7 separate regions of the Mus musculus genome follow, and regions 1, 2, 3, 4, 5 and 6 are each linked to region 7. Evidence: chromatin contacts called from public ChIA-PET, HiChIP or PLAC-seq and promoter capture Hi-C data. All regions are on one chromosome and are shown on one strand. Each heading gives the region's core, a stretch centred on a gene start, on an enhancer-like site or on the middle of the called end of the contact. The rest is flanking DNA. Distances are from core to core; before and after follow the strand shown.

What was found. ChIA-PET counts read pairs in DNA pulled down with a chosen protein or histone mark. HiChIP or PLAC-seq counts read pairs in DNA pulled down with a chosen protein or histone mark. Capture Hi-C pulls out chosen DNA fragments and counts their contacts.
Region 1: a contact with region 7 is called in a FOXA1 HiChIP or PLAC-seq map of pancreatic cancer cells. The contact joins the promoter of Ssh1 here to the promoter of Gltp in region 7. A contact is called at or near these places in 2 of 115 datasets of contacts at active chromatin or transcription factors (microglia and pancreatic cancer cells).
Region 2: a promoter capture Hi-C map of adipose tissue shows a contact between it and region 7, with 2.6 times the contacts expected there. The contact joins the promoter of Msi1 here to the promoter of Gltp in region 7. A contact is called at or near these places in 1 of 39 promoter capture datasets (liver) and 1 of 9 other capture datasets (adipose tissue).
Region 3: an HNF4G HiChIP or PLAC-seq map of pancreatic cancer cells shows a contact between it and region 7. The contact joins the promoter of Sirt4 here to the promoter of Gltp in region 7. A contact is called at or near these places in 2 of 39 promoter capture datasets (liver and pre-B cells), 1 of 484 Hi-C or Micro-C datasets (embryonic stem cells), 3 of 115 datasets of contacts at active chromatin or transcription factors (cardiomyocytes, memory CD8 T cells and pancreatic cancer cells) and 1 of 9 other capture datasets (embryonic stem cells).
Region 4: a contact with region 7 is called in an RNA polymerase II ChIA-PET map of memory CD8 T cells, with 14 read pairs. The contact joins the promoter of Dynll1 here to the promoter of Gltp in region 7. A contact is called at or near these places in 3 of 39 promoter capture datasets (HPC-7-derived erythroid cells, liver and pre-B cells), 4 of 115 datasets of contacts at active chromatin or transcription factors (bone marrow-derived macrophages, large pre-B cells, memory CD8 T cells and 1 more) and 2 of 9 other capture datasets (adipose tissue and liver).
Region 5: an RNA polymerase II ChIA-PET map of memory CD8 T cells shows a contact between it and region 7, with 9 read pairs. The contact joins the promoter of Cox6a1 here to the promoter of Gltp in region 7. A contact is called at or near these places in 2 of 39 promoter capture datasets (embryonic stem cells and liver), 5 of 115 datasets of contacts at active chromatin or transcription factors (bone marrow-derived macrophages, large pre-B cells, memory CD8 T cells and 2 more) and 2 of 9 other capture datasets (adipose tissue and liver).
Region 6: a contact with region 7 is called in an HNF4G HiChIP or PLAC-seq map of pancreatic cancer cells. The contact joins the promoter of Srsf9 here to the promoter of Gltp in region 7. A contact is called at or near these places in 2 of 39 promoter capture datasets (liver and pre-B cells), 5 of 115 datasets of contacts at active chromatin or transcription factors (bone marrow-derived macrophages, large pre-B cells, microglia and 2 more) and 1 of 9 other capture datasets (embryonic stem cells).

What each region holds. Positions count from the first base shown.
Region 1 is chr5:113,992,386-113,995,808 of GRCm38.p6, reverse strand. It overlaps Ssh1 (slingshot protein phosphatase 1), which reads left to right and starts at 2,019. Exons shown (of 15, transcript NM_198109.5): 1 at 2,019-2,145. The coding sequence starts at 2,077.
Region 2 is chr5:115,427,735-115,431,138 of GRCm38.p6, reverse strand. Msi1 (musashi RNA-binding protein 1) reads right to left here and starts at 1,464. Exons shown (of 15, transcript NM_008629.2): 1 at 1,333-1,464; 2 at 1,122-1,162; 3 at 435-516; 4 at 251-335. The coding sequence starts at 1,391. A930005G22Rik (RIKEN cDNA A930005G22 gene) reads left to right here and starts at 1,635. Exons shown (of 2, transcript NR_168295.1): 1 at 1,635-1,829.
Region 3 is chr5:115,482,922-115,486,704 of GRCm38.p6, reverse strand. Sirt4 (sirtuin 4) reads left to right here and starts at 2,221. Exons shown (of 5, transcript NM_133760.1): 1 at 2,221-2,373; 2 at 3,587-3,783. The coding sequence starts at 3,594. Gm42007 (a long non-coding RNA gene) reads right to left here and starts at 2,255. Exons shown (of 2, transcript XR_878704.2): 1 at 2,142-2,255; 2 at 12-662.
Region 4 is chr5:115,299,062-115,302,844 of GRCm38.p6, reverse strand. It overlaps Dynll1 (dynein light chain LC8-type 1), which reads left to right and starts at 1,855. Exons shown (of 3, transcript NM_019682.4): 1 at 1,855-2,013; 2 at 2,195-2,332. The coding sequence starts at 2,201. It overlaps Gm13830 (predicted gene 13830), which reads right to left and starts at 1,725. Exons shown (of 2, transcript NR_131932.1): 1 at 1,612-1,725.
Region 5 is chr5:115,347,411-115,351,037 of GRCm38.p6, reverse strand. It overlaps Cox6a1 (cytochrome c oxidase subunit 6A1), which reads left to right and starts at 2,080. Exons shown (of 3, transcript NM_007748.5): 1 at 2,080-2,199; 2 at 2,331-2,473. The coding sequence starts at 2,091.
Region 6 is chr5:115,325,651-115,329,099 of GRCm38.p6, reverse strand. Srsf9 (serine and arginine-rich splicing factor 9) reads right to left here and starts at 1,923. Exons shown (of 4, transcript NM_025573.3): 1 at 1,601-1,923. The coding sequence starts at 1,791.
Region 7 is chr5:114,689,233-114,692,903 of GRCm38.p6, reverse strand. Gltp (glycolipid transfer protein) reads left to right here and starts at 1,969. Exons shown (of 5, transcript NM_019821.2): 1 at 1,969-2,145. The coding sequence starts at 2,043.

The DNA of each region.
Region 1 (3,423 bases), core at 770-3,269, 700 kb after region 7:
AGGGGTGCTGCTTACTGGCTTGCTCCCCATGGCTTGCTTAGCATGCTTTCTTATAGAACCCAGGACCTCCAGCCCAGGGGTAGAACCACCCACAATGGTTGGGCCCTCCTCCAAAAATCACTAATTAAGAAAATGCTCTACAAGCCCAGATTTTATGGAGGTATTTTCTCAATTGAGAAAATGCCCTCCTCTCCTCTGACTTTTGCTTATGTCAAGTTGATATAAAACTAATCAGTGCACCATCTCTAGGGGCTGTCTTCTCTGGGGATCCCCAAACATTCAAATGTGAGTCATAAGAAGACCATACAGGCTTCGAGACTGGGAAGTCTCAGAATCCTGAGCCTGATGCTCCCGGAGGGCTGAGAAGGTCGTCTCTGCTCTAATTGATGACATCCACAACTTTATGAGTTTAAAACTGACTCCGCAGAGATGTCTTGACCTCTGCAGGTGGTCAAACTGTGACATGCATATGTTCTCACACACACATACATACACACACTCATATGCACACATACTCACACATATATGTATACACATACATATACACACACTCATACACACATGCACACCCACACACATACACAGATATACACACACACACACACAAAGCTGGCATTCTGGAACACTCGTGATCATCTATCAGCCAAAGAATAGCTCCAAACAGAGGGGAGCCCTGCTGGGTATTGCCATTCAAAACCTGTCTTACTTAGTGCTGAAAAACTGTGGACCAAATTCACAGACAAAAAGTATACTCAGTCCTGTTTTGACATAGTTGCCTTCTGAAAATGCAGAGGATGCTTTGTGTCGACATAGGGGGCAGTTAATGGCGCCATTCTCAGATCTTTAAAAACCGAGACTCTTTGCACTTAGCAGGAGCGTCTGTTAAATACGAGCAACTGGAAACTTCCTTACATTGCGGGGTAACCCCACTGAAAATCCCCTTTAAGGGTTGGTTACATGGTACATAAAGGAGCCTTGCCACTAAGGCTAGTGACCTGAATTTGATTCATGCATGTATTCATACGCATATCACACACACACACAGATAATAATAAATAAAAATTTAAAAAGAAAGACAATCCTTATTTGAGGATGGAGACTGTTGATACCCTCAAGACGGTGGAAGAGGCAGGGAGGAGCCAGGTTTCCTCTCGGGCTTTGAGGATGATGGAGTGGGACTGGAGACTTGTGATTAGCAAGGCTTGGGTACCACAAGAGGTCCAGAGTAGGGGTCGGGGCTCTGTGAAAGAGAAGTTTCTATCAAGTTGCCCAGTACCGCCTTGCTGGGGTCCCTCACCCTGGCCCACTGGCAACCTTTCCAAAGCCAATGCAACGCGCCCGCTTATCCCCACTGCTGTCCCCGGGCAAGCTTCTGGCCGGCCCACAGTTCTCTCTCCCTCCGTGGGTTAGTCCAGCTCACGGAAATCCTGCCTCCTAGCAAGTACTACTCCTTCGAGAAGCCTTTCCTCTCGCCACCCACTAGTCTGCGTTTCTAGACACCAGAAGGAATTCGAAGATTAGATCAGCCCTTGGTGGTGCAGGCGTTGGAATCCAGGACCTTGAGTAGGCCGGCGGGACACCCTGCTACTGGGCTACACCCCAATCCTATGCAAAGCAACTCTGCAAGCGGATTTCACAGTCCCGGGGGTGGGGTGGGGTGGGGGGAGGCCCCGCACTTTGTATGAGCAGAGTAACTTTCCTTGAAAGAATAAACGAGTGAGTCTTTTACAAACTCTGGGCAGCTTTGCTCTGCTGGCCTTGCCTTCGGAGGCCTCAGTTTCCCTACGCTGCCCGCGAGTCTAGCGGCGGAGGAGGGGCCCAGGCCGGGCGGCTGCAGCCAGCGCGGGGGCGCGCGCGAGTGGACGTGACCGCGCGGCGGGGCCCGCCCCAGGCCGGTCACTGGCGCATGCGCATCACTGCCCGAGCGCTGCGGGCCCGGCGGACTCCGGAGCCGGGGAAGGGGGTGGGGGGTGGGGAGTTTGCGGGAGGGAGGAGGGAAGAGGGAGGGAGCGAGGGGCGGGCCCGGCGCGGCTGCCCGGCCGGCTGCTGGAGGCCCCGGGCCGGGCCCGCGCCGCGATGGCCTTGGTGACCCTTCAGCGCTCTCCCACGCCCAGCGCCGCGTCTTCCTCCGCAAGCAACAGCGAGGTGAGCCCGGCCGCACCCTCCCACAAGGTGTGAGGCGGAGGTGCGTCCGCCCTTGGGGTGCGGGCGTCCCCGCGTCCCGGTGACTGAGCATGCGCCGGGCTGGGGTCGCGGAGGTGGGGGGGCGGGGGGGGATGCTTCCAGATCGCAGGGCACCAGGAAAGGCTCTGGTCGGCTCTGGGCTGCAGGGTCTCGGGTTCCGCTCGGGGCCTGAGCTCATGCTGCTTAATCGGGGTAGATGGGGACCGGAGCGTCCGGGTCCTCAGGACGGCCTGCCCCAGGCTGTGCTACCCCAGCCGGGCTCATCCCACCCCCTTCCCCTGATGAGCTTAAGGCCTCGGAGTAAACCCCGGATGACCCAGCCGGCTGCAGGGGACGCCCCGCTGTGCTGGGCTAGCCCCGCAGGCCCAGGAAGTTGCCAGCTGGAATCTGGGCCCTCTCCCGGGGTTGTGTGTCTGCGTGAGACTTGGCTCAGCACCCCTGCGTGCCCGTGTTGGTGCGTTTTGGGCTCGTCTTGCGGGGACTGGCAGGCATCTTTGCAGAATGGCTGTGAGGTTAAGCCTCCAGGGCCCTTTCTGTCTGAGACTCTTTCATGAGTTTTATCTGCAGGCAGAAGGTTCTGGTTGCCTCCTCTTTGCACACAATTAGGCAGGGCAACTGAGAAGTTAGATTGTAGTAAGGCCTCTCTTCCCACACAGCTCGGTTCCCCTACAACAGTTTACAAAGTGCCTTTTATCTTGTGTTCTTCCTAGGAAACTACAGGAGCATAGGGAAGCAGGGAGGGGCAGTACAGGCCTTTGCAGCCGAAATTCTCTTCCTTCCTTCCTTCCTTCCTTCCTTCCTTCCTTCCTTCATCATGTAGTTGTGGCTGGCCCCCTGCCTCTGCGTCTCAGATGTTGTCAGTTCAGAAGAGCTTTCCACACCTGGCTCTCAGCCTGGATTTCTAGCCAACTTCCATAATGTTATGGGAATTTAACACTTGGTCGCTTCCAGTTCCTGTATTAGACACATTTTTAGGCTTTTAATCTTTTTTTTTTTAGTTGAGATGTAACTCACAGCCTGTGGCTTTACCTTTTGGAAGTATGTAAGTCAGCGTTAGTAGACACACCCGCTCAGCCACTCAGTCCCGAAGCTTCAGCGCCCCGCCCTTCTCAGTTACCGCTTGTCTTTGCTTCACCCCCACCCCGGGGCGTCCCCTACTTCTCTACATTTGCCTACGCTGTAGTTCATATAACAGGAAATATGCAGTGTTGCCTCTGTCTGGCTTCTCCCTCTAAGCGT
Region 2 (3,404 bases), core at 215-2,714, 740 kb before region 7:
AAGAGTAGTAGTTGCTGCGTCCCTCACCAACACTGGAGGTGGGGCGTGTGGCATCTTATCCCAGGCCTGAGATTTTTTTTTTTCCTTTCCTCCCTCTGTCCCTAACTCCACTGACAAACTTTCAGGGCATGACAGCTTTCTCACTCTGCAAACTCCATGCAACTGTCCCCACGAGAGAGAGTTCCCGGATCGCTCTCCTCCGGCAGCCTCCCTCTCCCAAAGGACCCCCGAAACCCCGAGGGTCACTCACTGTTTTGGAGTCGAGCTCGTGCCGCGATTGCGCCAGCACTTTATCCACCCCCGCCTGGTCCATGAAAGTGACGAAGCCGAAACCCCTGCGCCGGTAGTGAGGGAGAGGCAGATGGTTACAAGGACAGCGAGTGGCCTCGGCGGGAGGGGCGAGCGCGGTGGCAGGAGAGGTCTCCGGGACTCACCTGGATCTTTTGGTCAGGGGGTCCCGCATCACCAGACACTCTTTCACCTCCCCGAACTGGCCGAAGTATTCGCGCAGCCCTTCTGTAACCACACACTCGCCTTCGGACCAGCCCAGGCCCGGAGCCCTTCCCCCTCCTCCCCCGTCCTTTGCCCCTGGTGACCCCGGCGCGGCCCCGCCGCCCCCGCGCCGAGCTGCCCGCGCGCACTCTCCGCGGCCGGCCCCCCCACCCCTGCCCTCGCCGGGGATTGGGGAGGGGGGTCCCGCAGAGCCTTCCTGGCGCCCACCGGGGCCTCGGCAAGGCAAGGGCCGGGGCCGGGCTGGAGTAGGGGACCGCTCAGGTTGGGTTCCCGCCGCTCCGGGAGCAGCCTCAACAAAAGTTTGAGCCGCAGGTGCGAGCGGAGTTGGAGCTGCCGCTGGCGGGTCCCGGGGGCCCAGCCCGCCCCCCCCGATGCCCCCTCAACCCGCCCCCCACCCCCCACAACTGCTCCCCAACCCGCGCCGGGCCGTGCGCGCTCGCCGAGCGTGCTGCGCTCTCGGGGTCCCCGGGGCGGGGCGCGGAAGAGGGCACGAGGGCGCCCGGGGTCAGCGGGGCGCGGGGCCGGGCAGGGGCGTCCGGGCTTGGGGTGCCGCAAGGGGTGCAGGGTGGCGGTGCGGGGGCCGGCGGGCGATCCCTGGGCTGGCTCACCCTGCGTGGTCTGCCAACTGAGTCCTCCGATGAACATCTTGCTGCGGGAGGAGCAGAGACACAAAGGGCCCGCGTGAGCGCCGGGCGCCAGGGAGCAGGGGGCGCGGGCCCGAGCCCCGGGGAGGCCCCGGCCCGACCCGGATCGGCCATGTTGGCGGGGCCGGGGCGGACGCGGGCTGGGCAGGCTGGGCCGGGCCGGGCCGGACCGTACCAGGGGTCGTGCGGCGAGTCCGGGGAGGCGAGGCCGGGCTGGGGCGCGTCAGTCTCCATCGGGAGCCGCGGGCGGCGCGGGCAGCGGAGCGGCGGCGGCGGCGGCGGCGGCGGCGCTCGGCGCGGGGCAGATGAGGAGCGCGGCGAAGGGGGCCGGACGGACAGGCCATGCTGCCCCCTCCCCCGACCCCGCTCGGGCGGGCGGGCGGGGACGGCCAAGGGGAGGGCCCGCCGGGGGCCGACCTGCCGGCTCCTCCCCCCGCCGCCCTGCGCGCATAAAGCCCGGCGCGCGCCCGGGCGCCCGCGGAGGCGGCGGCGCTGGGACCCCCCTCCCCACTTCCCTCGGGGTTCCTGTGTGTCCGGGGGGTGAGCGAGCTCCCCTGATTCCTGGTGCGGGCTCGGGCCTGGGGCGCGGCCGCACCCCTCACCCACAGCGGCGCGGGGGCCCAGCCGTGGGGAACGCCCTCCCGGGATGAAGCGCTTCCCGGTGCGTTCAAGGTAGCTCGGCTTCGGATGGGGGAACCCTCCCTAGTCCTTCCTCCCTGGTCCTCGCTATTGAGAATTTAGAAGGTGCCCCCAATCTTCCTGGGTCGGGTTGGAGATAGCTCAGTGCCCCCCAACACCTTCCAACTGGTAAGAAACCTCTCCCAGTCCGAGCGAGGAGTTGCCCTTGGAGACCCCCAGTTTCTCCTGAACCTAATTTAGACTGCCTTGACGACAGTCTCCAGTCCATTCCTAGTTTCCCACGTCCAATTTGGGGAGCCCTCGTAGTGCCTTGCGTCCCGAGTGGGGAGCATTTATCAGCAACACTAGTAGAATCTTTCCCAGTTTTGTTTGCCCCTCCTCGGCCCTTGCTGTCCAAATTAAGTGTGCCTTGTAACTCCCCTAAACCCCTTTTCTCCACACCTGGGACCCCTATGGTCAGCTGAGAGAATGCCCAGCCTCGAGCCAGGTTTCCCAAGTTGTCACCTCCCCGGCCTTCTGTGGGCACCTCCTCCTGTCTCACTTCCAGCCCCTTTCGGACTGTCTGGAGTGGGGGGAAACTGATTCCAAACACTTGCCCGCTGGCAGGGTCCCCAATGAAGTGGAGAGAGAAGTCGGTGTCTCGGAGATTCCAGGCTGTGCACCCTCCAAGTGACTCCCTTTCATCTGGGGTCCTAGCTCCCTTCCATTTGATTTGGAAGAACCTGGGCTGACTCTCCACCAGGTTTAGAGTTAACTTCCCTTGTAAATAATTTCCTTCTATGAAGCCAAACTCCTGTCTTCTTCCCTCTAACTCCTGGCTCTTTAGCATCACCTCCTAGTACTTGAACCCCATGTCTCTTCATTCACCCCCATAAACTCCTTCTCTCCAGCCTGGGAAGACCAAGAAAGTCCCTTATATATGACAAGAGGCAGATTCACCCTCCTCCCTCAAGACCAAGGGATGTCTTCACTTCCCTGGTTGAAACCACGATAGAAATGGTCCAAACAGGAGGCTAAGGTGCCTTTACAAGCCCCACCCTACCACTTTACCCCACCCCCACCCCGCATCCCTATCTCCTCCCTTCCTTACATCCACCCAGGTTGACTCAGTAGCCACCTGTGTGCAGGACCAATCCTGCACTCTTTCTCCTTTGTGATAATGTGTGCCCCTGGTCCTGGCACCCCAACCTAGAGGTGCTTTCCTGTTCCTCCTAGCACGCACCCCTCCCCCCAGCCATCACACCCCAGAGAGAGAGTGAGCCCCTTTTAAGTTTCCTTAGGAACCTTGTGGGAAAGCTCAGCAGGTATATCCGGCCATCGGGTACAAACAAATTTGCCATTTCCCTATTTGTCTCCTCCTACTCTCCCAGGTTCTCAGTGTCCCCTAGATTGGGAGGTGGGGACCATCCTATACTTAACCACCTTGATCTAAGCTGGAACTTGAGGTGTGTCGTGTGTGTGTGTGTGTGTGTGTGTGTGTGTGTGTGTGTGTGTGTGTGTGAGAGAGAGAGAGAGAGAGAGAGAGAGAGAGAGAGAGAGAGGTCAGCAGGTAACCACTCCCTGTGCCCAGTGTTAGTGACCTGATTCTTCCTAGAACTTCTGGTTCTT
Region 3 (3,783 bases), core at 972-3,471, 790 kb before region 7:
GAAGCGAGACCTGGTCATTGTATTGCTTATTTAATAAAACAAAACAAAACAAAACAAAACAAAAAAACCCTAAGAAATGGCGTTGAAGAGCTGAGCACACCTGTGATTCCGGCACCCAGAAGGAAGGTCATCCTCGGCTACTTAGTGAGTTTGAGGCCAGTCTGGGAGAAATGAGACACTTCCCGAAAACAAACAAACAAACCAGAACAAAACATAAAAGAGCTCCTGAAGTCAGGAGAGGGAGTGTATCAGTCTCTATGCATTATACGTGGCTCTGCTCATAGTTGCTGCCAAAGCGTCCATTTTCAAGTCCGTGGACACATTTCTTCGTAATCCAAATTGGTTGTATGTTGGGGTGTGTGTGTGTACTGCGTATGTGTTGGGGAGTCAGCGGAGGCCAGAGGGGAATCTTGGGGATCCCCCTCATCACTCCCTACTTTATTCCTTCTGAGGCAGAATCTGACAGCGTGTCGATAAACTCGGAGTTCCAGTTCTTCCACCAGGCTGGGAGCAAGCAGGTGCCAGCCGTCCGATTGCTCTCTGCTCGCCTTTGTGCTGGGAGGAGAGTTTATGTGGGTACTGGAATCCAGACATAGGTCTTCATGCTTCAGCTGTAATTCTGAGCCTCAGGGCCATCTCCCCAGCATCCACGATCTATTTTGCTGTTTAGAATAAGAACACTGTGTGTGCATGTGGGCCAAAAGTGGAGTTGGCGCTCTCCTCCCTCGATCCAGGGGGTCAAAGTTGGGTTGTCAAGTGGCAGAGCTTCACCTGCCTAGCCACCTGGCAGACCCCTATCAATCTTTAACTTATAGCAGGAAATTTAATTACTTTGCAGTGGAAGTGGACGTGGGCACTTAGGAGGAAAACCAATCAAATCTGCGAACCGTGTTGGCACACATCGTTCAGTTCATCAAAGTTCTAGGGAGGCGGAGGCCGGTGAATCTCCATGAATTCAAGGCCAAGCGTGGTCTACATAAGGAGTTCCAGGCCAGCCAAGGCTACATAGTGAGAACCCATCTTAAAACAAACACAAAACAAAGGGGGCAATTATTTATTATTAAAAGTGTCAAAAAAAATTCTGGGCGTGGTGGCGCACTCCTTTAATCCCAGCACTCAGGAGGCAGAGGCAGGCGGATTTCTGAGTTCGAGGCCAGTCTGGACTACAGAGTGAGTTCCAGGACAGCCAGGGCTAAACAGAGAAACCCTGTCTCGGAAAACCAAAAAAAAAAAAAAAAAAAAAAAGTGTCAGACTATACATTAACACCCTGTCTCAGAAAAACAAAAACAAAAAACAAAGAAAGGGTCTTTTGGGGAGGGGTTGGGAGAGCTGAAGAGGTGGCTCACTGGTTAAGAGCATTGCTTCTCACCAGGTGGTGGTGGAGCACGCCTTTAATCCCAGCACTTGGGAGGCAGAGGCAGGTGGATCTCTGAGACCAGCCTGGTCTACAGAGTGAGTTCCAGGAAAGCCAGGGCTATACAGAGAAACCCTGTCTCGAAAACACCAAAACAAACAAACAAGAGCATTGCTACTCTTGCAGGGGGACTCAGATTCCATCCCGAGCACCCACAGGGCAGTTCACAACAGGTTGTCACTCAAGTTCCAGGGGATCTGACGCCCTTTTATGGCCGTCAGGAGCTCCTCCTGTATGCATGAAGGTAAAACACACACATTATTAAAAAAAAAAAAAAACCAGTCTATTTTAAAAAGCGTCTTGGATGGAGAAATGCCCGCTAGTGTGAATTCAGGGCTACCCAGGGCTGGGCTAACGCGCTGACACCGAGCTATAGCCCCAGTGCTCTTACAGTATTATTTTGAGTCCGAGGTCTCACTAAGTCACCCAGACTGGCCTTGAACTCGTGATTCTTCCGCCTAAGCCTATTGAGTGGCAGATTATTGTCCTGTGCTACTAGTGAAAGAGTTTCTTTAAGAGAGCGAATTCCTAAATTAGGACTGCTTGGATCCTCTTTCGCACGCAGGACATGGGAAATATTAACCACTTCTTTGGTGGCACAAGCCTCTAATCCGAGCACTTGGGAGGTGGAGCCAGGAGGATCACGGATTTGGAGTCAGACAAGGATATGTCAGACCCTCTCTCAGCAAACAACACAAGCCACAAACAAACAAACACTACAAGAACCTCAAAAGGCAATCATTGCCCCAGGCGTCAGCAGCATATCCGGAACCTTAACTGAGCTGAGCAGGAAAGACAGCGGGCAATCCGTAGAGGAGCGCCCAAGAATCTTGGCGTGGGAGACACGTAGGATTCTGGGACTTGTAGTTTTCTTCCAACTAGATCGGCTTCGCGGACTACATTTCCCAAGATGCACACGTAACAAGCGAGTCCCACTGTTGGGTGAGAATTGTGGAAGGTAAGTGTTCTGATCCGGCTGAAGGTTTCCCGCTGAGCATTCTTACTAGGGATTCCATCTGTCTCTTTTGTTCTCGAGGGGACAAGGAGGATTTATCCCGGCAAAACCCGACTGTTTAGCCGTTCACACGTAGCTGGGAAATCTCATGGAGAAAGCAGGGTCCTGAGCTCTTCTTGGATAGGAAGCCAAGCCTAAATATGTGTGCCTATCACTCGATAGCTCCGCATTATGTCAAAGACTGTGTCAAAGGCTTGTCTTTACAACTAGAAAACCAGACAGGCAAGTTTGTATGCCTTGATTTTTATGTGTCCAAGTAGCAGAATTTACAATGCAGGGTAAGCAGACAGAGTGATTACTTAGCGTCCATCCCAGAGGCCCTGGATTTGGTACCGAGAACCGTGTAGAAAAAGACAAAACAAAACTGACATACTAAAATTAAAAAATCTTTTGGAGAAATGATATAATTCGGTTTAGTTGTATTCCTTGGCCTGGGCTACAGGGAATTCTGTCTCAAGTAATGATAATAATAATAATAATAATATCTGATTTAAACCAAGTAGAGTTATAGAACAAATAGTCCCATGAGAGATAATATTAACAAAAATATAAATATTACTAAAACATGTTTATATTAGTAGCAGGTGAAAAATAATGGGCTATTAAAAGTCTGTTTTTTAGGGCTGGAGAGATGGCTCAGTGGTTAAGAGCACCCCCTGCTCTTCCAAAGGTCCTGAGGTCAACTCTCAACGACCACAAGGTGTCTCACAACCATCTCTGATGAGTTCTTCCCTCTTCTGGGAAGTAGGTGTACGCGCAGGTTGACCATTCATATACATAAAATAAGTAAAAAAAAATTTTTTTAAAGTTTGTTTTAAAAAATATTTAATTTTTTAAAATTAAATTTTATTTTATGTGTTTGGGTATTTTACCTGCGCGTGTATTTGCGCATCCCTTTTATTCCTCGGCGCTTGCAGAGCGCAGACGAGGGCCTGAAACTGGAGTTAAAGATAGTTGTAAGTCACCATTGTAGGTGCTGAGAATTGAAGGGCTTCCGGACGAACCGTCCTCCCTTCTGTTTCCCCAGTGCTACAATCCCAGGCCGGGGCCACCGTGGCAAAATTTTCATAGTCGAATAGAGTTCCGGTGTCTATCAATTGGTGGGTTAACTTGACTTGTAAAACCCAGCTGCTCTCATGGATTTCTTTCTCTCCAGAATAAGAATGAGCGGATTGACTTTCAGGCCGACAAAGGGCCGTTGGATCACCCACCTCAGCCGGCCGCGTTCTTGTGGACCCTCGGGGTTATTTGTGCCGCCCAGCCCTCCTTTGGACCCTGAAAAGATCAAAGAGTTACAGCGCTTCATTAGCCTTTCCAAGAAACTCCTCGTGATGACAGGCGCGGGGATCTCCA
Region 4 (3,783 bases), core at 606-3,105, 610 kb before region 7:
AGGTAACCCCCAGCTGCACAGCTTCGCCGAGAATGTAAAAACAGAGGGTCCCCTTGGGGCTGGAAAGAGAGCTCAGCAGTTACAGATGTTCTTCTGAGGATCCAGGTTCAATTCCCATCACCCATATGGCAGTTTACAACTCTCTGAAATCCCAGAGCCAGACCACCCAATGCCCTTTCCTGTCCTCCCTGAGTACCAGGCATAGATGTGGCACAGGGACATACAACCAAACACCCACAAACTTTTTTTTTTTTTTTTTTTTTTTTTTTGGTTTTTCAAGACAGGGCTTCTCTGTGTAGCCCTGGCTGTCCTGGAACTCACTTTGTAGACCAGGCTGGCCTCGAACTCAGAAATCCGTCTGCCTCTGCCTCCCAAGTGCTGGGATTAAAGGCGTGTGCCACCACGCCCAGCTTTTTTTTTTTTTTTTTTTTTTTTTAAAGAGAGCAAGAAAAAGAAGATCCTCTCAGACACAGCTGTTGTGAGTGGTACGGTGCTGAGCAGAGGTCAAGCACCCACTCACTGCTGCTGACTCGTTTTATTTCATTTATTTTTTTGGGGGGGAGGGCAGTTTACACAGGATCTCATGTAGCCCAGGCTAGCCTTGGCGCCATCTATCCAAAGCTGGACTTGAATTTCTGATCCTTCTGTTCCTGTCTTCCAGTGTTCTGACTCCCTCCTGGAGCCTCCTGGGGATCAAATATGCAGCCTCTGGCCTCACTCATACCAAGCAAATGCTCTACTGACTGAGGGGTAGCCCAGTATTTTGTTATTTTTATTTATTTATTTATTATGTGGGTACGATTAGTCATAAATGCCAGAGGAGACACATCTTAGGATCACTTTCTTAAGATACGTCTTCCTTTGTATAAATAAATCCTCAGCCAAGAAACTTTGCCCAAATGGACATTCTATCCGAGGAAGCAGCCTCACCTGTACACACTGGGCATCCACCCACATTCCAGATCTTGAGGTCCCCACTGCCTGGCAGACAGGCTCTACCTCCTGGATACGCGATCCCTTTCCCGAATTTCTCCTTCAATCATTAGGCTATCAGTATGTATACGGTCTCCTAGGGCAGTACCAGCTACACAGGGGCTACAGTACGAAATAAGCATGTAGTGTCATGTTATAAAATTCGGAATTTAACCCGGTGTGATGGCGCATGGGGGAGGCGCCAAGAAGAAATGCGAACTTTAGATCATCCTGGGGCTACTTAGGGAGACGATGCTAAGGTAGGGTGGGGAGGACACGGGCAGAAAAAACGAAAAAGAAAGAAAACAGGGTTCAGTGGCAGAACGTAGAACTTGCCTCTCAAGCCCAGGGCCTCCTCAGACACACGCACTTACTTACAAACTTCAGGAATGTGACAGCAGAGCTTCGAACCAAGCCCTACGAGACCCTGAGTGCAACTGCATCGATGGCTCACCCTTGCTAAGCTCGAGGCCACCTGTCAAAGGCCATAAATCGTGCGGACCCCGGGTGGGTGGGGGGAGATGGTGGAAATGGGCGGCACCTGGGGCGGCAGCTCCCAGCCTTCTAGAACCTGCGATTCCAGAACACACCCTGCGCTAACCTCAGTGGGGCCCCCGAGAGGAAAATGCCCGCCCTCACCTCCTTCCAGACTGCTGGGTGGTCCGGGAGCCAGCCACTCGACCCGGGGCTCCGCCTTCAGGGTGTGTGGGCCTCCGCACGCGTGCCGCGCATCGCCCGGGCAACCGACGCTGTGCGCGGTGCATTGTGGTCTGCAACAAAACGCGGGGGAAAGATCCTGAGGGAACCATTGAATCCGCTAGCCAATCGGGAGAGGCTGGCGGTAGCGGATGGCCAATAGCGACGCGGGCCGGGGGCGGGGCCGCGGGCGCAGGGCGGGGCCTAGGGATTAGGCGGCGGCGGCTGGCGTGGGGCAGCTTAGATGCGCCACGGCTTCGGTAGCGACCGGCTGTCTTCTGCTGCTTGAGCGGCGCCCGCACCTTCCCTAGGAGCTCGCAGCAGCCGGCTGGCCTCTGCTCCACGGTGAGACCGGGCTCGGGTCCTCCCCGTCCCCCCTACCTCGGGCCTGCGGTGCGGACCTCGGGAGCTGCCCCTCGGAAGCGGGTGGGGGCGTCGTCCTCAAGGGGGGCGCCGGTCGGGAGGGCAGCGAGCGCGGCCCGCACCCGACCCCTCTCCCTCTTCCCTGCGCTTCGTCACCACACAGGTAACCATGTGCGACCGGAAGGCGGTGATCAAAAATGCAGACATGTCGGAAGAGATGCAACAGGACTCGGTGGAGTGCGCTACCCAGGCGTTGGAGAAGTACAACATCGAGAAGGATATTGCGGCCCATATCAAGAAGGTGAGGACCCGGCGCCGCGTAGTTCCTACTCCCCGATTCTGCGTCCTCTGGGCGCCTGGCAGTTTCCCTGTAGCACTCAGGGCGGCTCGGGATGGATAGTTCTAGAAAGGACGCAAGGGTTTCGCGTTCCTCTGGGGAAGACCAGACCCTCAACGCCAGAAGTTTTTTTTTTTTTTTTAAACCCCCAGCTCCTTGGGGGAAAGCGCCACCTAGCAACGGTTTCCAAGATCAGGGAGTTGCGAGCAGTTCCCCCTGCTGTAGAATTCCTGCGCCGAGGATCCATCTGGGTGTTCCGGGAGGGGGGGGGGTTGCGCCTGCCTGCGTGGGTGTTTCCAGCCGGGCTAGGAGGAGATCTTGCCAGCCTTCTAGTCGGGAGTTAGTCGACAGTTCAGGGAAAGTGGGTGGCAGTGGTGGTTTGGGGGGCTTGGGTGGAGGCTTGGTAAATGGCAGTTTTGTAGAAAGCTGGCGCAAGACTGCCAACTTCTCAAGCTATGTTTGCTGGAAGGAAACTGGAAGCCGAAGCCGTGGGAGGGTTCCAGTGGAGAACGGGAGGATGAAAGACTCACATGGAACAAAAATGAATACTTTTTTTTTTTTTTTGGTTTCTCTGTGTAGCCCTGGCTGTCCTGGAACTCACTTTGTAGACCAGGCTGGCCTCGAACTCAGAAATCCGCCTGCCTCTGCCTCCCAAGTGCTGGGACTAAAGGCGTGCGAGACCACGCCCGGCTTGAATATCTTTTTTTGACAAATGCAGCAGTATGTGCGTCTGGATTGTAAGAGAGACATTCTGCTTAATAAATGAGGTTTTCATACCGATTGCCCGATAAGATAGTAGGAGCCCTAAAGAATTTTACATCATCTCTGGCCCTGGTTCTATCCAACTAGTGAAGAAATGAACACATTGCTAGTTTTAATGTCCATGGGATGGGAGAATCAGGTAGCAGATGCTCTCTAACTTGCTAATTTTTAAGACTGGGTAGATGTGGAGGAGAGCGATTTTAAAAGATAAAGTCCTGGCATTTAACTGTCAGGTTCTGTTGCATTTTTCAGCCTGGCTTGATTTATGTGGTAATTGAGACTTTGTCCTTTGGTCTTTGGGGGGGGGGGTGGTGGTTGTCTTCCTGATTTGGGGTGCATGGCAAATACAGTGGTGGAGCCTGATGAACTGCAAATGCTGATGTCATCTACCTCCATCGAATTGCTGGAGTCAGAGGTGAGGTGCAGATGATGGGTCTTTTAACCCCCCAGCACTAGGAAGGCAGAGGCAGGCAGATCTCTTTGATTTTTGAGACCAAACCAGTTCTAGTGCGGTCAGGACTACAGAGAGACCCTGTCTTTAGAAAACAAAACAAAACAAAAAAATCAAAGTAGTCCAGAAGTGCCCTCATTGAAACAGAACTGTCCTTGAAAATGACCTTCTACCTTTGATCTTCTTAGCTCCCATTCTCAGT
Region 5 (3,627 bases), core at 831-3,330, 660 kb before region 7:
CTGCCTCTGAGAACACACACACACAAACACACACAATCCAGTACATAGTTAAATGATACATCTTTTTGCTGTGTGCATGTGTGATTTTTTTTTTTTTTGAGACAGGGTTTTTCTGTGTAGCCCTGGCTGTCCTGGAACTCACTTTGTAGATCAGGCTGGTCTCCAATTCACCTGCCTCTGCCTCCCGAGTGCTGGGATTAAAGGTGTGTACCACCACCATCCAGCAACAATATACCTTTTTTTTTTTTTTTTTTTTTTGAGACAGGGTTTCTTTGTATAGCCCTGGCTCTCCTGGAACTCACTCTGTAGACCAGGCTGGCCTCGAAATCAGAAATTTGCCTGCCTCTGCCTTCCAAGTGCTGGGACTAAAGGTGTGCGCCACCACACCCGGCTTTTTTTTTTTAATTGCTCACATAGTTCAGTCTGGTCTTGAATCCATCAAGCAGTTAAGGATGTTTTAAAATGCATGAGTCTGCTGCTGCCTCTTCCTCCTTTTGTTATTTTGAGATAGGCTCTTACAATATAGGCAAGGCTAATCTCAGACTATAGACGTGGTCCAGGCTGGCCTCTAACTAGAGATTCCCTACCTCCGTCTCTCAAAACAGTACCATATACACAAACATTTTAAACTTAGGGGTGTGTGAGCGGAGACAGGGTCTCATTCTACAGCCCAGGCTAGTCTCTAACTCACAGCAATCTTCCTACCCCATCTCACTCTTATGAGCCACCTCACTTGGCGTGTGTCTTAGTCAGGGTTTCTATTCCTGCACAAACATGATGACCAAGAAGCAAGTTGGGGAGGAAAGGGTTTATTCAGCTTACACTTCCACCCTGCTGTTCATCACCAAAGGAAGTCAGGACTGGAACTCAAGCAGGTCAGAAAGCAGGAGCTGATGCAGAGGCCATGGAGGGATGTTCTTTACTGGCTTGCCTCCTCTGGCTTGCTCAGCCTGCTCTCTTATAGAACCCAAGACTACCAGCCCAGAGATGGTCCCACCCACAAGGGGCCTTTCCCCCTTGATCACTAATTGAGATGCCTTACAGATGGATCTCATGGAGGCATTTCCTCAACTGAAGGTCCTTTCTCTGTGATAACTCCAGCTGTGTCAAGTTGACACAAAACTAACCAGTACAGCGTGTTTTGTTGTTTTTGTTTTTATGGAGACAGGGTCTCACTATGCAGCCTCTGGATAGCCTAGAACTCTGTAGAGGAGGCTGGCCTGGGGTCAGTTCCATCTGCGTCTTCCTCGCAGATACTAGCATTAAAGATGCGAGGCTTTTAGACCAAAATAAATAAATAAATAAATAAACAAATAAATAAATAAAAAGGGAAAAAGGAGATATTTGTAAAGTTCTACAGACAAAATTTAACAGATGTGTGTAGTATTCAAAGCGGGAGCAGGAACATTGAACAAACGCTGAGGATATGGAGCTAAACAAAGTCCAGATTTGCTGGCAATTGCAGGGTCCTTACTGGTTCCTGGGTCTGTTCCTTGACTCATTAATACACGGTTTCATACATTCATTCATTAAATTGCATAAAGCACCTGCTACTTGCCATGAAAGATTTCGGGTAACTCTCGGGATGCAGCGCTGGCAAAAATCTAAGCACTGCGGACTTTACAGTCTATGTAGGGCACAACGGAAGAGAATAACAACGGTCTTTAAGAGCGATAGGGACAATGATAACGACAAGGACAGGGCTGTCGAGGGCCTGGGAAATCGCGGAATTAGAAGGCAGCGAGCGAGGAAAGAGAATGGCGCCTCCGCTAACGTGACTTGTTCTCCGCACTTCAGATCCTGTCCAGGGACTCCAAAGAAGGGAGCGATTAAAACCAGAAAAGCTCGCAAAAGTTCAGTTCCGCGGACATCCTCACCTAGGCGCTGACAAGCAGGGAGATGGGGCACAGGAACGGGGCGCATGCGCGCTCTCGCTCCAGCCGCCCCAGGGACGGATAAAGTGCGCAGGCGCTGGAGTTCCTAGCCAGGTCTGAGAAGGCGTTGCCCAATAGGAACGTCGTTCGGCGTCTTTGTCCCGCCCCCTTCGCCCGTCCCCATTTCCGCTTCCGGCGCGCCGGTGTAGTTCCATGATGGCGTCGGCGGTGCTGTCAGCGTCTCGGGTCTCTCGGCCGCTGGGCCGGGCCCTCCCCGGGTTGAGGCGGCCCATGTCGAGTGGCGCCCACGGCGAGGAGGGTTCAGGTACCCGGGGGCTCTCGGATGGGCGTGGGGTCTCGGCGGGTGGCGTGCGGCGGCGTGGCGGGGCCGGAGCCCGGGGCGGTGACCTTGGCGGGAGGGAGCGGCCGAGGCTGACGTTGTGGCCCCCGCCGCAGCTCGGATGTGGAAGGCCCTCACCTACTTCGTGGCGCTGCCCGGGGTGGGAGTGAGCATGCTCAACGTGTTCCTCAAGTCGCGGCACGAAGAGCACGAGAGACCCCCGTTCGTTGCCTACCCTCACCTGCGCATCAGGACCAAGGTAGGCGCTGCGCCTTTACTGTCCGTCTGTCCGTCCGTCCTCCAGGCATCCGTTATTGCGGGGTTGTCCACTCCCCTGGCCCAGCCCTTGGGGGAGTTTTAGGATCTTGGCTGCCTGTCCGTCCGTGCAGATAGAATATTTTATTTACTCTTCGTTTGACGGAAGGGAAGCCAGTTTGTAGGTCGTGGCTCGGTTTTCTTAAAAGGCCACCCAGTAAATGCCTGCGGGCTTTCAGCTCCTCCAACTTGTCACCTTTTGTCCAATGGTGCACTTTATTAGCTTCCTGCGGGAAAGTTTGGAGGTTTGGGGTGTCCCTTTATAGCCGCAAATCCTGAAGGTGATCCGGGATCCGGGCGATTGGCGTAGGCTTAAGCACAGACTGCCCGTTGGTTCTCACAGTGCCTGTCGTTTTATCAGTTCTTTGCCTTGGCTGTTCGTGTAGAAACCCTGTCTCGAAAAACCAAAAAAAAAAAAAAAAAAAAAAAAAAGACAGTTATAATGTCTCATGATGTATTTTAACAAGCCCGTCTTCCACTGTATCACCTAATTCACCTAAGACTGGCCTTGCAGAAACTTATTCTAGACTTCAATTTTACAACCCAGAAGGCTCCATGCCGTTCCCGTACAGCCTCAGCACTTGAGAGGCCAAAGAGAGCCAATGTCTTGTTCAAGGCCAGTCTGGTCTACAAAGTGAGCTCCAGGACAGCCAGGGGGGAGACTTTCTCAGAAAAAGAAAAGGTGTTTGACAGCAGCCTTGCCTTGGGGCTCTGCCCACTAGGTGGCAGTAGCACCCCCCTCCTAAGGCCTCTAGATAATGCTCCCATATCCCGCCCCTGGCACTTGGGGTCAGAAAACAAGCGTTTTCTCAGTAGTAGCTATCAGGAAGTTTCTATCAGTAGTAGTTGCTGGTTATTCTCTGCCACGTTATGAAATGGAGATTAGCTTGGGCTAAATGGGGTTACCACAGAAAGCCAAAAATGGTTGTGAGCTATTGACCAAGAGCAATGCTTTTCAAACATGGAGGGGAAGGGACAGGAGAGAGGGCTCAGTGGTGTAGAGTGCTGCTGCTCTTACAGAAGAGCCTAGTTTCCAGTGGGTGGCTCACAACATTCTTTAGCCCCAGCTGCAGGCAGGGATGATATCTTTGGTCTCTG
Region 6 (3,449 bases), core at 674-3,173, 640 kb before region 7:
GTGAGTTCAAGTTCAGGCCAGTCAGAGCTATAGTATAAGACCCTGTCTAAAACACACACACACACACACAAAAGGCATCAAGGAACACGACCATGGCACCTTGATTGCTGGAGTGAATTACAATGGACTGGAAGGGTCAGGCGTATTAGGGATTAAAAGCAGAATTTGTAGGTAAAGGATCTAAGTTACCTCTTGAAGCTTTTATAACTCTAATTGAGAAATTATAGTTAATTTATAACTGCCTATCCAACAGTTATCAAATCTTAAGTGCTTTCTTTGAAACTTCCCAAATAGAGCAGAATATAGGTCTTTTGTCACACCACACAGTAGTTACGGGGTGCAAATCCTACCTAGATCCTCTCCAAACACCTACCAATTGTTATCCCTTTACTAACCTCTTGCATTAAACAATCCGCATTTTGTGTGAAATACGGTCAGCATCCTCTGCTTCATGGGCTATTGAAAAACGCTAACTACACGAGGCGTGGCACTTGACACAGAACTTGACTATTAAAGACACAATGGCACTGTTCATTAGGGCCATAATTTTTCTCACGTTCATTTGTATTTAAAAAAAAAAAAAAAAGCTTCAGTCTATTTTTTGAGGCAAACTGCAAGACACTTAGGGGATAAGCTGGGTTAGTCTTCAACCATCGAAGTCCGGAGTACTTCTACTGTGAATCCGTAATCTCCAACCCAGGCCGGCGAGACACCGGGTCGGCAGGCAGAGATGAAGCTCTCCTCCCAACGAGGCTGAGAAGACAGGGAACAGGTCCTTACTGACCCTCCCAAGGGGACGACCGCCAACGGCGCAGAGATCTCTAAACTAAAGCATACTTTCCGGCCTCTTCCTGACCCAGGGCTCACGACATTTGCACACACACACAAAAAAAATAAAAATAATAATTAAAAAAAAAATCAAAGATCCTTCGGCGCGGGTTTTGGGGGAGCCTAGCTTTTCCACATCCCTGCTACAATTAACTTCTGGCTTCTGGCGGGGAATTAACTTCCCTCATTAGAGGGGAATGAAATCAGAGATGCTAACCCCCCACCCGTCTCTCTCTCCCGCTGTTTAATCTGATCCCCCTTTACTAGAACTAGGCTCGGTGGGGCGCCCAAGTGAGGGCTGGCTCCAGACACCCCGCTTTTCAGCCGCCCAAGGCAACCTGTGGTCCCCGCCAACGCCGTCTGTTCCCCGGTAACGGCGAGGGCCACCCCCACCCACAGACCCGAACCCGGACTCGGGAGGAGGGGGCGGGATGGGCGACTGTCGCCTTCGGCCGAGTCCTCTGCAGGGTCGGTTCGGGGGACCCGAGCCCCGCGCTTCCCTCATTTCGGGGTGCTTCCCGTTAGGGTGCTTTTCCCAAACTCGAGGGCTGGGCAGAGCGCGCTGGTTTTTACCCTCCTCGGGGGCAAGTCGGGCGGGCTGGAGCCTTCCGATTGAAGGAAGTGACACCAGGCAAAGCCGCCTCCAGCCGGGGGTGGGGGGGGGGCGCCGCGAGGGGTCAGCACGGCGGGGAGGGGGAGGGGAAGGCGCTGGGGGAGGGGAGGGGAGGCCGGGCCCGGCGGAGATGGGGCGAGCCGCCGGCGGAATCCTCACCGCGGGTCCTCGAAGCGCACGAAGGCGAAGGGCACGAGGCCGTGCCGGTTCTTGAGCTCGATCTCGCGGATGCGGCCGTACTTGTAGAACAAGTCCTCGAGGTCCTTCTCGCGCACGTCGGACGGAAGGTTGCCCACGTAGATGCGCCCGTCGCCCTCGCCGCCGCGCTCGTCCGCCCAGCCCGACGACATCCGCACCGGCCGACGCCGCGGGCCCGCCGCAGCCCACGTCCCGTCGCAGCCGCCTCCGCCGCCGACGCCGCCTCCTCAGCCCGGGGCCCCCCGCCGCAGCCTCCCCCGCGGGCTCCCGAGGCGCTCAGCCGCACTGCATTGTGGGAACGCGGCGCGGAAGCCGTGAGGAAGCGGGGGCGGGAGGGGGCGGCGGTCGGAGGATTTTTAAAGCGATCTTAAAGGGGTAGCCGCCGCCGCGAGGTGCGCTTGCGCAGAGGGCGGGGTCTCTCCCTAGAGATGCGAGCGGAAGGTTCCCGGAGGTGGGACCCGAGCGCCTCCTAAGCTGGTAGGTCACTAAGCTTGGGGCTGTCCTTCTGAGGAGAAGGACGCGGACCCCACAGAAGCCCTCAGACTGCCCAGCGCTGGGCTATCCTGGCCCTCGGTCTCAGGTCTGTAGTCGTCCCTTAGACCCGAGGTGTAAGCCTGAGATGGTCGCCAAAGCTTGGTTGTCCGAGTTTCTGGAGAATGGAGAGTGGATGCGCAAACCTTTCGTTCCAACACTCCGAACCCGGACAGAGGCAGGAGCAACTATCTCCATGAGTTCAAGGCCAGCCTGGTTTACATAGAGAAATAAAAGGTATAGTGGAGAAGAAGGTTTATTGTAGGTATGTGGGAGAGCATACTATACTCAGAGGGAGGCCATCTAGGAGAGTCCAGAAGGGGACGAGACCAGGCAGAACTGGGCCCTGTGAGGAGAGGCGGGAAGGAGAGGGGAAACAGATCCTGCAGTCAGAAGGTCAAAAGGTGTAAAAAGAGGAAGGTAGTCAAGATGTCTGGATTATATAGGGAAGAGCCTCTAGGGGAAGGGCAGCCTAGCCCCTGGCCTGGAGGGCGGGGTATGTCAGCCAAACCCTGTAACAGATAAGGACTGGAGGATGCCAGAAGCTGGAGACCAGGTCTGCTTTGGTATCTTATATAGGCACCTCAGCGGATCATCCCGGGTTTGAAACTTCACAGCTACCCTGTCTCCAAGAAAGAGAGAGAAAAGAGAATCTGTGGAGGATACGCATGTATTATTTCATATCACCACAAGCATCACTGTAGAGTTTGCCTATTTGTGCATTCTAAACTATAGAACAACCTCACCAAACAAAACAGTGAGTGGGAATGCATGCCAGTAAATCTCACTCTCCTGAGGCTAAGGTGAGAGACTTTAAAATTCTAGGCTAGCCTTGACAACAACTTACTGAGATCCTACCCTGAAAAACTATTCAAACCTAGATGCCTGGAGGGATATAAGGCAAAGATAGCAAGATGATAGAGAGCTGTAACCCTAGGCAGCTCGGTTGTTGTTTCATTTGTTCTCTGTAAGATTTTTGGATCCCAGCCTAAGGCTACACCATAAAACAATATGTCCAGGGGCTGGAGAGATGGTGCCAGTGATTAAGAGCCTTGACTGCTCTTCCAAAGGACCTGAGTTCAATACCCAGTACCTACATGGCAGCTCACAGCTGTCTGTAACTCCAGTTCCAGGAGATTGCCACCCTCACACAGACAGACATACAGGCAAAAACACCAATGAACATACAATAAATCTTTAGAAACAAAAAACCCAAAAGCCTCAAATTACATATCTTTATGTTTATCCTTGTATTCTGTGTAGTTAGAGAAAAAAAAAA
Region 7 (3,671 bases), core at 720-3,219:
TGGTGGAAATGGAGAGATGGAGAGATATTAGCCCTGAGCTTTTTCCAAGCAGGCGTGGGGCATGGGGGGACAGGGTAGAGGGGGAGTTTCATCTGGGTGGGAGGGGTTGGAGGAAGGAGGAAAGATGGGGTTTCTCAGCTTGTGTAGGGGATGTGCAGGGGTTCCAGTGTAACATACAATAATACCCGTCTCAAGAAAAATAGAACTAAACCAGGCTTGATGGCGCAGGCCTTTAACCCCAGCACTTGGGAGGCAGAGGCAGGCAGATTTCTGAGTTTGAGGCCAGCCTGGTCTACAAAGTGAGTTCCAGGACAACCAGGGCTACACAGAGAAACCCTGTCTCAAAAAAACAAAAACAAACAAACAAAAAAAACCCCAAGCAAACAAACAAAAAAGGAGTCAACTCTAGAGCAAGTGCTTTCTGATGAGTAGAGGAACGGGTGGATGGACGAACGGGTGGATGGACAAACGGGTGGATGGACGGGTGGAGGCAGAGAGGGAGGGATGGGGAGATGAAGAAAGGGAAGGATGAATGGATGGGTGAACTTTCAAGACCTGTCTCAGGACACCAAGCTACTATCTAAAAGATCCATCTTTCTTGTGTCGAGTCACATGTGGTTTCTGAGTGTCTCAGCTGGAATGGAGCAGGTTGAGCCATCAGGATTCTCTCTGAAGCCAGAGGCCCCAGTGCAGGCTGTTATCTCTCCATGGAATTAGGGAGTCTTCCCAAAGGTGGGTGGGGTTCTGGCAGAGCTGGGACACTGGGGAGGCTGTTGTAGGAAGATTGCATCTTGGGATGCCCGAGGCGGGGAGTCTGGGTGGGGTGGGAACAAGCTGAAATTGGTGGCTTGGGCACCTATCAGTAGGAGATCTAACGTGACTGGGCATGCAAGAGATAAGGACGGTCGGATCTTTCCCCGCCCGCGACTTCTTGGGGTCATGCCTGTAGTTTGGGTCAATCTTTCTGCCATCTGCCTCCTGAAAGGGTAAATTAAAATCATTTAACAAGATTTAGTATATGCTTTTCTGGCCCCTAGACATCTTCTCACTGCCCTTACTATGAACCACAACTAATTTCCTTCCTTCCTTCCTTCCTTCCTTCCTTCCTTCCTTCCTTCCTTCCTCCCTCCCTCCCTCCCTCCCTCCCTCCCTCCCTCCCTTCTTCCCTCCCTTCCTTCCTTTATTTTTTGGTTTTCGAAACAGGGTTTCTCTGTGTATCCCTGGCTGTCCTGGAACTCACTCTGTAGACCAGGCTGTCCTGGAACTCAGAAATCCACCTGCCTCTGCCTCCCGAGTGCTGGGATTAAAGGCGTGCGCCACCACTGCCCAAATTACTCCCAGCCCCTGCTCGCCCTTCCCGTGCACCGCTCACAGCTCTCCGGCTCCCTCAATTTAAGGCTTTGCTTAAGCGCCATGGTCACTCTATCCTCCGTGACCATCACAGTACGGAGCAGCAGCAGTGCAGAGTAGGATTACTGAATACTCAGTGTGGGCGGAGTACCAGGCTCTCCACTTGGAATTTGGGCTGTTATCTCTCCATGGAATTAGGGAGTGTTCCCTAAACACACTGAGCTCTGTGTTTCAGGACGCAGCAGCTAGGCTGCATTGTGGCTGAGGTGAGCCGGGGTGTAGGCTGTGGGGCGCGAACCTGGCACTTTGGAGGACCCTGGATTGGGAAACAAGGCCCCGTCAGGGTTTGAGCTGTAAACCCGGCCAGAGCATCCCAACCTGGGCGCGGCTCACCAGGTGCAAGACGCCCGCGCTTCCGCTAAGCCCCGCCTCCAGACCAATGGCGCGGCGGCTGCGGGGGCGGCGGGCTTCGATTGGTCGGAAGGGCGCGGCGGTGGGCGCCCATTGGCAGAGCCCCTGAGGGGCGGGGCCGAGTGCTCCATGGCTCCGGCCTGCGGGCGGCGCTCGGCGCTCGCTGCGAGGCGCGGGCGGAAGTGGCGACGCTGGCGTCCCGGGAGGCGGCGGGCGGCGACAGCCCGGGCGCGGACGCCCTCGGCGCGGGCTGGGGCATCACCAAGGGCCTCGACCCCGAAATGGCGCTGCTGGCCGAGCACCTGCTCAAGCCGCTGCCCGCAGACCGGCAGATCGAGACCGGGCCCTTCCTGGAGGCTGTGGCTCACCTGCCGCCCTTCTTTGGTGAGTCCCGGGCTTTGCCAGTCCTCCTCACCTGCCCAGATCCCTCTTCCTCAGATGCACCCGGGCCCTTAACTCCCTGTCATCCATTGCACCCAAACACCGCTTGCTATTGCACCGTGGGCATGCTTCATCAGCCCTCCGGCTGCGCCTAACATCTTCATCCCCGGCTTCATTTTCCGCCCCCTTCAGAATGGTTCTCAATTCTCCCCCACCCTCACTCTGAACGATAAGCCCTACCCCCCACCCCAGCCTCTTCCCATCCCAGACCAAAGAACACCCCCATCCCACCCCACCACCTCCAAGGACTTGAAGATGGAGCTGCAAAACTCAAGGGCCCTTTTTAGAGGAAGTCATGAAAAGGGTTTCCCCCATCTGGGAAAGGGGGCTGGATTGTGGGGGTGATGTCAGCTGCAGGGTGCTTAGCTCGGATCCCCACCCCCTTTCGAAAAGGAAAAAGTCCGGTCTTCCATATGTCAAGTTGAAGCACCTCCCAGGAGCGCTGGAATGAGTCCCCAAGCCACTTTCAGGCGCGTTCTCTCCCCGCCCCTCCTCCAGCCTAAGACCTTGTTGTAAAGTGGAAGGAAAACTAATGCCTCCTGCCCTGCCCTTTGCCTTGCGGTTCACAGAGGGTGCTGCTACCTGAGCCCAGCTTTCTTCTTGGTGGGGACGCTCCCAGCGCCCTACCCTGCTAGCTCACTTGGTGACTTTGCAGGATGACACCAGCTCCCGGGTACAGAGTCCAGTTGAAATACTTGGACAGAGCCTTGAAACCGCCTTAGCCTGAGGAGGTCTGGCACCCACTCAACCCCTGGTGGGGATAGGGCGTGTGTGGCCATGTAGATCTGTGTCTTGGAGTCCCTATCTGTGAAATGGCAGGTTTGGGGGTGGGGACTAAATGAGAGCCTGTGAAGGGTGGGTGTTAGCTGTGGAAAGGAACTTGTGTGAAGTTCTTGAATCTAGTTTCGGGCCCAATGCGCCAGCCTGGAGGAGCATCCCGAGAGCAGGTCTCAGGCTTTCTCAGAGGCTGAGAAAGCTCCAGCACTGCCCAGTGGGTGCTCTGTCAACCCGTGGCATGCCTAAGACCTGCTTTTTTTCGCCTGTATCTCAGCTGTAGATCAGATTGCATCTCCAGAGAGAGGGAGCTGTTGGCGTTAGCTTTGGTTTTTATGACAGCATTATGTTGTTTTTAAAAATATATTTATTTGTGTGTGTTGGCATGGGGGGGGGGACAGACAGGCGGGGGCTGGAGGACCGTTTTCGGAAGTTTGTTCTCTCCTTCCACAATATGGGTTCTGGGAACCAAACTCAGGTCATGGGGCTCCACAGTGACCTGCTGAGTCACCTCCCAGCCCCGACAACACTATGTCTTCTGTGCCCTTGGCTTTCTGAGTAGTTGCTAGTTCGAGCCAGCCTGTCCTGGGTTCGTAATCTGCTGGAGCCAGTGCTTCTCAAGGGATGGCAGTTTTGTTCCTTAGAGGGGGTGGGGGGGCAGTATCTGCTTGTCTGTGGAGATGGTTTTGTTCTTT